Regions from separate parts of the Zea mays genome. Here region 2 is linked to region 1. Evidence: chromatin contacts called from public Hi-C data. All regions are on one chromosome and are shown on one strand. Each heading gives the region's core, a stretch centred on a gene start, on an enhancer-like site or on the middle of the called end of the contact. The rest is flanking DNA. Distances are from core to core; before and after follow the strand shown.

What was found. Hi-C and Micro-C count contacts between places; a contact is called where the count stands out from the background.
Region 2: a Hi-C map of leaf shows a contact between it and region 1, with 4 times the contacts expected there. The contact joins the enhancer-like site here to the promoter of LOC100193187 in region 1. A contact is called at or near these places in 6 of 25 Hi-C or Micro-C datasets (bundle sheath, ear, endosperm and 2 more).

Annotation. Positions count from the first base shown.
Region 1 is chr1:77,866,144-77,870,684 of Zm-B73-REFERENCE-NAM-5.0, forward strand. It overlaps LOC100193187, which reads right to left and starts at 2,452. Exons shown (of 2, transcript NM_001138342.1): 1 at 2,148-2,452; 2 at 1,057-2,081. The coding sequence starts at 2,331. The coding sequence ends at 1,276.
Region 2 is chr1:77,963,208-77,967,748 of Zm-B73-REFERENCE-NAM-5.0, forward strand. It overlaps LOC100281290 (interferon-related developmental regulator 2), which reads right to left. Exons shown (of 13, transcript NM_001154208.1): 5 at 4,107-4,222; 6 at 3,906-4,016; 7 at 3,693-3,805; 8 at 3,301-3,613; 9 at 3,141-3,224; 10 at 3,002-3,052; 11 at 2,848-2,919; 12 at 2,628-2,696; 13 at 2,103-2,531. The coding sequence ends at 2,490. Among protein-coding and RNA genes, the nearest start is that of LOC100281290, 11 kb to the right of the region's middle. Within about 2 kb of position 2,239, at least 5 of the 20 cell types and tissues checked have an H3K27ac peak or open chromatin away from gene starts, as enhancers often do. A contact at or near this core is called in ear and leaf, where this site is marked.

The DNA.
Region 1 (4,541 bases), core at 1,202-3,701:
ACGAGCAAATATATTTTATTTGGCCTCCTATACATAGTATCATTCAATACCATAGTATTCCTTCAAAACCGTAAAAAATGCTAAGATTCCAAACAGGGCCTTAGCCTCATCTCAAGGTTGCTTGAACTCGTCTGATACCGCGTTGTCACCGGCTTCCAATACTACGATGATGCATTGACTTTATGAAGACGTATATTTACCTTCAAGAGTACTCGTAGGTCAAACTTGCTTTGGGTAATGACAGAAAATACTCGACTACCGCAGCGTTGATGGTTGTAGATGGATAGTTGAACAATATTTTAGAACTCTAAAACAAATGCACTTGTATCTATATAGTAATACTCCGTTCTCAATTATTTTGTCGCCGGCTAATTTATTTTCAACTAAAACGTGGTAAATAAAAAAAAAAGAAGGGAGCAGTATAGGACCACTTAATTTTAATTGTCTTTTTTCTTATTTATCTATTCTCGAAGCACATCAATTACATTCTAGAACAATTATATATATTTATAAATGCACTTAATTATATTTTTTTTGGATGGAAGAAGTAGATTCCGGTACTGCTTCTATATACGAGTTGAAAACAGATTTTTCCCGTACGTACGTAGGCCTACGTAGACGAGTGAGAGTAGGGACTAGGGAGAGTAATCCCGTCCTCCCCACGCCGGCCGGCGTCTCCCGTCCGTCCAATGAATGTCACGCGGCGACACGGAGATGAGGGTGCATTGTGCGACGTGCCCGCTTTTGTCCTCGTACTCTCGGGTACAAAACCCCGATGGACTTTGGAGCACCCATGTCGGCCACTGTCGCGTCCGGTATCTCTCTCGTCAGGGCACGGGCGCACGGCAGGCTCGATCGAGTGGCGCGGCGGACGAGGCGCGAGCGCGACCCGCTGCTGCCTCTGCGTTGATCCCTCGTCAACTCCGTACCCGCGAGACGCGGGGCCGTGCAGCGCTCCAAGACCATTCCCCTTCTTGCCCCCGGCGCGAACGCATCGAGACCGATCGTCACCATCCCGCTGCACACGTCACTGTTCGCGGGACGTCATCGCCAATTATCATGTCAATCACAACAGTAATAAACCACACACACACCAGTTATACGTACAAGCACAAACGCACACAGTCGGTCGGTCGACCCACCGAAGCTCAGATGTAGTGGTGGTGCTATAGTATTTTATTTATATTATAGTAATTGTTCAATAAAGGAGAGAAGGGGAAAAAAAGAACAGGGGGAAAAAACAGTTATACTTTGGTGGGGTGGCCACCGGCGCTCTCATAGTCTCATCTTCGCCCACACGCAAACGGGGCTTCGAGGCCGGCTCCGGCTGCTACTGGTAGTTTCTTTTCTACTACCGCTACTACGCAACCAAAAATAAAATCTAAGGCCGCAGCCAGAAACGAATGAAAAACGGCCTTGCCGTCGCCGGCGACGAGAGAAAACGCCTGGCCGCCGGGACAGATCGTCCAGACAAAACATCACATCACACGGCGGCCAATCAAGAGAGCCGCTGCGCGTGTGGTTTGGTTTGGTTTGGCCTGCGTCGTCGACCGGCGGCTTCATCAGGCAAAAAGGTTGAGCAGCACGGGCTCCCTGTCGCCGCCGGCCGTGGTCGTGACGGACTCGTCCGAGCTCATGGACGGCGTGCCGGGCCGCAGGAGGGGGGCCCTCCTCCCGTCCGCCGTCGCCGGCGGGGACCCGGGGCTGCTGCTGAGGCACAGCCCTAGGTCGCAGTACGCCGCCGCCTCCGCCGCGGGCGGCGCCCCGGCACCGGCGGCGGCCTTCCGCGCCCGCTTCGCCGTGGAGAAGGTGGACCAGCCGCCGGCGCGCTTGTCGGTGGCGGCGGGGGGCCCGTACAGGTGGCCCGTCCCGGCGCCAAGCTCCGGCAGCGGGCCGATGGCGCCGCCCCGCAGCACGGTGTCGACGGCGGCCTGGCAGAGGTGCCAGTTCCCCGTGCCCAGCAGCCCCACCGCGCCGTGCACCGGGTTGATGGTCCGCCCCGCCGCCTCGTACAGCAGCGACTGGAACAGGGCTGCGAGGAGGTGCCATGGACCACAGTAAGCCTGGTAAGCAATAATAAGCTAGCTAGGGATCATGGTCGGTGTGTGATAGTTCATGCATGGGGACGGGACGGGACGGAAGCGTACCGGGCCGCTGCGCGTCCGGGACAGCGGAGATGAAGGAGAGCAGGCCCGCGCGGCCGAAGAACTTGGCGACGAACACGGTGGCGTGGCCCTGCGCCTCGGCGGCGTCGATCCACTGGAGGCAGGGGCGCAGCACGCAGGCCTCGCTGCAGCCTTTGCGCAGCACCCGGCACCCGTTGCAGCTCATGCTGCTACCGTCGTCACGGCCCCCCCGTCCTAGCCAAGTACTCCTACTCACTCACTAGTAAGTAGATGCTACTACTAGGCTAGAAGATCTCTCTTCTCTCTGCTGCGGTGCTACCACTGCGAGACGGAACGAAGAGAACGGCTGGTTCGCTGCCGGGGAAGGAGATATATAGGCCCCTGGAGAGTGCTGGAGCTGCACGAGCAACCATGGTTGGTTAGGTTAGGTAACCAGAGGCTTGGACCGGGGTCAGACAGAGAGGCGGGCCCCGCCAGGTGGTGCGGTGCGGTGAGGGTGTGTGTGTGTCGTGCGAGGAAGTTCCAAGGTCCTCGGGTGCGCGGGGGGCGGCTCCGTGTCTCCGCGGCCGGTCGGGCACCCGCGGGCCGTCGGATCGCGTCCTCCTCCTGGCCCTAGGGTGTGCGGAACGGTTCCACCACGCGTTCCGGGGCGCCGCGCGTTCGCCCCGTCCGCCGCTCGTCGCGTCGCGTCGTGGGCGGGCGCGCGGTTTGCCGCTTCTGCTGCCCCCGCATGCCTGCGGCTGGATGGGCCTGCTTGCTTTTCCGTGGGGTGGGGCTGCGGATGGGACAGAGACGGGTGCGTGGATTCGCGTGTCGGGCAGCCCCGGTGCGTCTGACTCAGCGTGCCGTGGATTCGTGCTCGCCCCTAATGCCCGCTGATTGCGACGCACTCCGCCCCTTGTGCTGCAGCGACAGCTCGACCACGTCCAATTTACGGGGAAAAAAACAGATCCAAAGCTAAGGACGGAACCCTCGAGTTTTTTTTAAGAATCTGGCTTTCGAAAACTGGATTGAGTATAAACAAGTTAGTTTTTGTCTAATTTCTAGCATCTCCAACAAGATGCTTTAAAATAGTGTCCTACAAATTAAAAATATTGCTCCATCTGTCCTAATTTAGAATTCGTTTCACTTTTCTTTACTAATTTTGGCTGCCTTGTCTTATTTAGTTTTTTTATAAATATGAAAAATTCAAAGACATATCTACAATATATTATATGCTAAACGATACCACATTAAAAGCTAATAATAATTATAATTTTTTTTCCAATACGACGAGCTGGTCAAACTCGAGGTAAAAAATAAAATGAATTATAAATTGAAACGGATTGAGCACATCATTTTAAAGTGTTAAGGGCACTAAAATAAATTGAGTTCCAATAGTTAATATAAAGAAATTGTTGAGAATGAAATAGAAAACGAAGATATGACATTGATTTGAAGTGGAATACATTTGAGTCACTTCATGGTGTGTTTTATATTTTTTTAATAAAAAATATGTAAAATAAGAACGGTTGGAGCCATTTTTATGAGTTAAGACAAATATTGTAAGATATTATATGCAAAAGGTGTTTTTGTGACCATACGGGTGGACTACTGTACATTGCACCTATATGGTCACTACAAACACTGTTTTGCATTGTTTTATATAGCAGATTGCGCTGTTTATATAGTGTAATTTGAATATGAGTATATGTATAGATAAGCTGCTAGAGAGGATATTAGGGTAACACTACACCCGAGCGTCTTACCATTGAGCCAGGCTCGTCCGCAACCCAAATGAATTCTAGATTCAGATTCACTCCTTGCACCCGTCAGATCAGGCCGTGTAGGAAACTTGGCATCGTGTTTGGTTTCACACCCCCCTCTTTTCTTCGGTTCTCTCGTTAATCTCACGCACGTACGTTAATCTCAGACGCCTGTCCTAATTGGTGGTCGACACATGGCAAGGAGCTGTAATCTTTGTTGCGAGTGGACTAGCTGTAACGTATGTGTAATTCTTATCTGCGCGCCTGCATGGTAAAATATCATTCTTCCGGCGCTACCGAAGGAGCCTAATTAAAGAGGGCAGCGGGGAGGGAGGGATTAATGTGGTTCTTGTCTTGTTATCCAAACAAGCTAGCTGTGTGTAACTTTTGTATGCTTCTCTAATAAACTGAAACACCTTCGCTCCGATCCATGCATTGATGTAGCTTGTGTTTTTTTTTTTCACAGCTTGCCTAAGAAGTAAAGAAGAGATCGTATGTATATAGATTTACATCTTCTAGTTACCGTAAGCCTGTGACACAAACATAGATGTCATCTCCAAAAAAAAAAATGAAGAAGATGTCTAACATTCTAGAAGAACGATGAGAAGTTTACTTTTTTTTTTCTTCGTTTACTCCTATGTTATACTGTGGTACGGTCGTCAGTATATAT
Region 2 (4,541 bases), core at 989-3,488, 97 kb after region 1:
AAGGACATGGATGTAATTTTACCCAGGCTGCGTCATGTGCTTATAAATAGATGAACAGTAACACCATACTGTTCAGACTCACTTGCACATTACTCCTGGATTTTCACCTTCTGCCAAGCCAAAGGTACAAATATAATTCAATATCATTAATGTTTGTTTATGGTTATATAATGAGAATATGAATAGTCTAATGATTTAATATTATTGTTTATGTTCTTTTCCATGTTTGATATGTCCCTGCCCTTATTATTACATGTTGTGATTATGAAGGTATGTCCTTCATAACCTTCGTCTAAAGATCATTATATACTAAAGAAGATAATACTTCGAATGACGAATGCCTTTAACCATTAACATTTGTGTTGGCTTGTTCTTAACTTATAACATTTAAGAACAAGTTCTCAACAGCATGTTTATGTAATAATATGACTATATTTGTATTTAATTATTATCATATTATTATTTTGCTTCTGTTGCAACAAACGGATAAAAGCCTACTATACAAAAACTTTTGGATGCACCGCCAGATCTTCGTAGGTACGGCAAGTTTTCGATGGCGCTGGCTACATCGTGCGTATATTTCGGTGTGGAAACGTAAAATTTATCGAATTCGATGTGGAGCTACATCATCAACTGGTTCTTTGCTGGGCTAGCGCAGTGCCCATCTTTTTCTTGATGGAGATTTTTCAACGGCTAAAGACTAAGCTCAAACCTGATAATACTAGGGAGGATTATTGGCGATTCTTTCTTTCTGCTCAAGAAAGTGGGTCAGGGAAAATCCTATGCACACCATTTTCTTAAATCGGTGGACATTTGAAAAGGTCAAGGTATTGTGGAGGCATCGGCACTATTTGCGTCTGTCGATCTACCATTGGGGCACTTTATATTATTATTACATATAAGAGCAAAAGTCAGTTTCTCTCTTCCCTTTTTACGGCAGGAAAGAGAACAATAAAATTAATATAACAAGCAGAACATATAATTAACTAGGAATTATGTGTCTAGATTTGCCAAAGAAAAAACAAACAAACTGGCGACTGACAAGAGTTGATGGATTTTGGATTTTGGAAGAGGTTTATATATATATATATATATATATATATATATATATATATATATATATAAAAACTTGCAGCAAGAGCGGTAACTGGTTAGCATCTCGCTCCAGATTTGCCTATGAAAAAGGAAACAGAATTAGAGCAACTCTAAAAGATTAGCTAAAAAGGCTATCTAAATCTTACAAGATTTAGCTGCTCTTTAAAACAGATTTTACAAAAAAAAGTGTAGGCTAATCTACTAGTCTCGGTAAACCTACGGACTGAATGGAGAGTGAAGCATGCTATTCAAAAATAGAGAGTTAATGTGGAGGGATAGAGAGCCATTAAATTTGAATAATCATTTACAGAGTTATAACATCTTCAAGAGACTAGCTAAATGACTCATCAAACTAAATTTTAGCTACTTAACAATAAAATAAATCTATAATAGACTAGTCTTCCAACTCACCAAGCCATCTAGCTCTCTAAATTAGCCCCCTCTATAGCTAAATTTGGCTAGCCACTCTGACTAGCCAAGCTTACTTACCTGTTGGAGAGTCTGGTGGAGTGAGATGCTATATATAAAGTTTAATCTTTATAAAAAGGTAAATAAATGGTCAAATAGGGAGTAAAAATACATAGTCTCTTCGAGACGCTCTTAGTCTATTGGAGACACTTTCCTTCAAATATTAACTAAATTTATCTTTATAAAATCATATACCTGATCTCTTCAAGTTGCCCTTAGCTAGCTAGGTTATTCAGTTGACACCAGCTGAGCTGCCAGCGTGGGGGCATGCAGATGCACCTAGATCGATGGAATGGAAGCATACGATTCCTGTGCCGTACGACAATGACCAAGAAGAAGCACACGAGCGTTAAGTACGTCCTATCCTCAGCACACGAGGCATTATTATTGCCGAGCCCGCAGACGCCGGCCGGGCATCATTGCAACCGCCATCTCGTTGGGGTTAGGGTCGTGATTCGAAATCCATGCACAGTTCATCTAATTTAATCAATATTGTTGTTTCCAAAGAAACGGAGGGAGAATGGACAAGATAAAAAGTTCAGGACGAAAGAGAGCGAACGCATTTCGAAATCTCTTGCAGACCAATTATTGCGGCTAGAGGAAGAGTTCGCCAATTATTGCCCTTAGGCTAGACGACCTCTGTGTTATTCACAATCACCTCATATCTCTACCCTATGGAACTGTACAATTGTGATTAACTGAACTCAAGATCTCCTTTGCGCATGCAGAGGAAACACTAGGGAGTGCAGGGAACATGGCACTTTCTACAAAACTCAATAGTATTTCGGAGCAATTTCAAACATGTCGCTGTAGTACCGCCACCGGAGCAATACACCTCAAATGCATCAATACCGTCACATACACACACAGCACTCACCATCTGGTAACAGTTCCACTGTACAAAACTCCAGTCTTCCGGGTAGGTTCTATCCATATTGCTCGTTCAAGATATTCTGCTGCTTCCTCTCCTGCGCGCGGCGGCGTGCAGAACGATACAACTGGGAGTCAATCAATGTAATCTGATTTCACCGCCATAAACTATGATAGAACACGCATATGCTCACCTGAGCTAGACGACGCTCTTTATTCAACTTCAGAGCTCTTCCTTTCTCTTCTCCAGATCTGAACATTTTCTGAACGCATGCAAACAGATTCTTTAGAGAACTGTCGCTATGCCCATGTCTTGATGCCTATCTTACTGGTGACTGTTTTTTTTCCCCAACCAACTTAGAAATGATACAATATAATGTGCCCAATACAATCCAATAGCTATGAAAAGGTTACCTTTTCGGTGGCTGACATGTTTTCAGTACGATCAATTTTGATGTCAAAGACCTCATGCAGCAAATCGTTGTCCTGCACAGACAAAGAGAAGCTTTAACACTATTATACCAAAATACAGTATTCCACAGAAATATCAAGTTCTGCTTATGATAACCTGTGAATGCTTCAGGAATCCCCGCCCAAGAAACCGCCTCATATAGTTCAACTAAGAAATGAACAACAAATCTCAGAAAAACTTCAAATTCGGAGCACAGCATTTTGAGGAAATGAAAATCAATTCAAGAAACGGACACCTGTATTGATTCACGCCATGATGTAACTCTTAAAATGCCATTCTTGCCTGAAATCCTAAGTGATTCTTCAGGGCACTCACCACTCTGGAGAAAAAAAAAATCAGTTCTGGTCTTTCTGAGATAGAAGAATTCAAGGAAAGAGAATTAAATAAACCTACACCTTAATAAAATCTGAGATTCGTTGGAACAGGTCTCTCTGATCATTAAGATTTTTCTTGTCAGCACCCCTGCCCCCCGCCTCCATAGATAGACTATAGACTAGACCAGATAGTTTGGCCTTCAATGCTTGCATATTCAAGAAAAGTTGATGCTTAGAACCACCAGCCTCTCCAGTGTAACTGTCAACATCAGCTTCGTCACTAGAGGAAACATCAAACATTCTTAGCTCAAAACACAGAGCTAATGCTTCACCAGCAGCAATCCGCACAGCACGGTCCTCTGCTTCTAGAAGGCTACAGAGAAATGTAATTGGCCTACATGCAGAAGGGCATATAGTTTCATGAGCAAATTGACATATAACAGAGAACAGTGATTGAGAAATCTTTCACTAACTCTTTCCAAGAATCAGTATTTCTTCTAGATGAACCAATAGTTGTTAAAAGAAATGCCCATGCAGATACGGCAGCTGCTAACAAAGGAGGCTTCGGTTTTCTGACTACGCCGACCTGTAAACACACCCAAAATAATAAAGTTTAGAATAAACTGGATGTCATACTTTCTGCTTATTGCTATACAACCAAAAAAATGGAGGTCAGTCGGCCTTACATTTGATCCTGATTTTGGATGGATCACATCCCAGATGGCTTTCAGAGACAGCTGAGTTTCAGCAAGATCAGTTGCACCAACAAATGTGACAACTGCTAAGCAATCAAGTGCCTACAATCATTCGGTTTAACTTAACTAGATGATAAATTTGCTAGAAGCTTAGAACCAGAACCACAAAAAAAAGTGAAAATTGCAACATACAGAGATCATCTTTTGTGCGTCAGGCCAAGTTTGGAGAACTCTCAAAAGATGTGGATGTGACTCATCCATTATTTCGTGCGAACTACTTCCAGCACCTAGTGTAATTGCCAGTAAGCCTTGCAGGTACAAAATGAAGGGAAAATGATCAATATGAGCATATCACATATTCTGCTGCAGCCCTTCAGCGTAGGAATGTGTCTCCCGCCTCCCCCCCCCCCCCTCTCCCTTCCCCTCCCCCTCCCCCCGGCGCTCGAACCCCCCAGAGCCTCATGTCGGCGCCTACCCCAGGCCCGGCGGCCACAACACCTCCCTCCCCTGCGCCGGGGCTCCTCTCCTCTCCGGACTCCTTTCCTGCTGGACGTTCCAAGGCCCAGCGCTGGAGTGATGATGGTGGCGGCCCTGCTGGGAGGCAACCTTCATATAGGGATGTGTTGA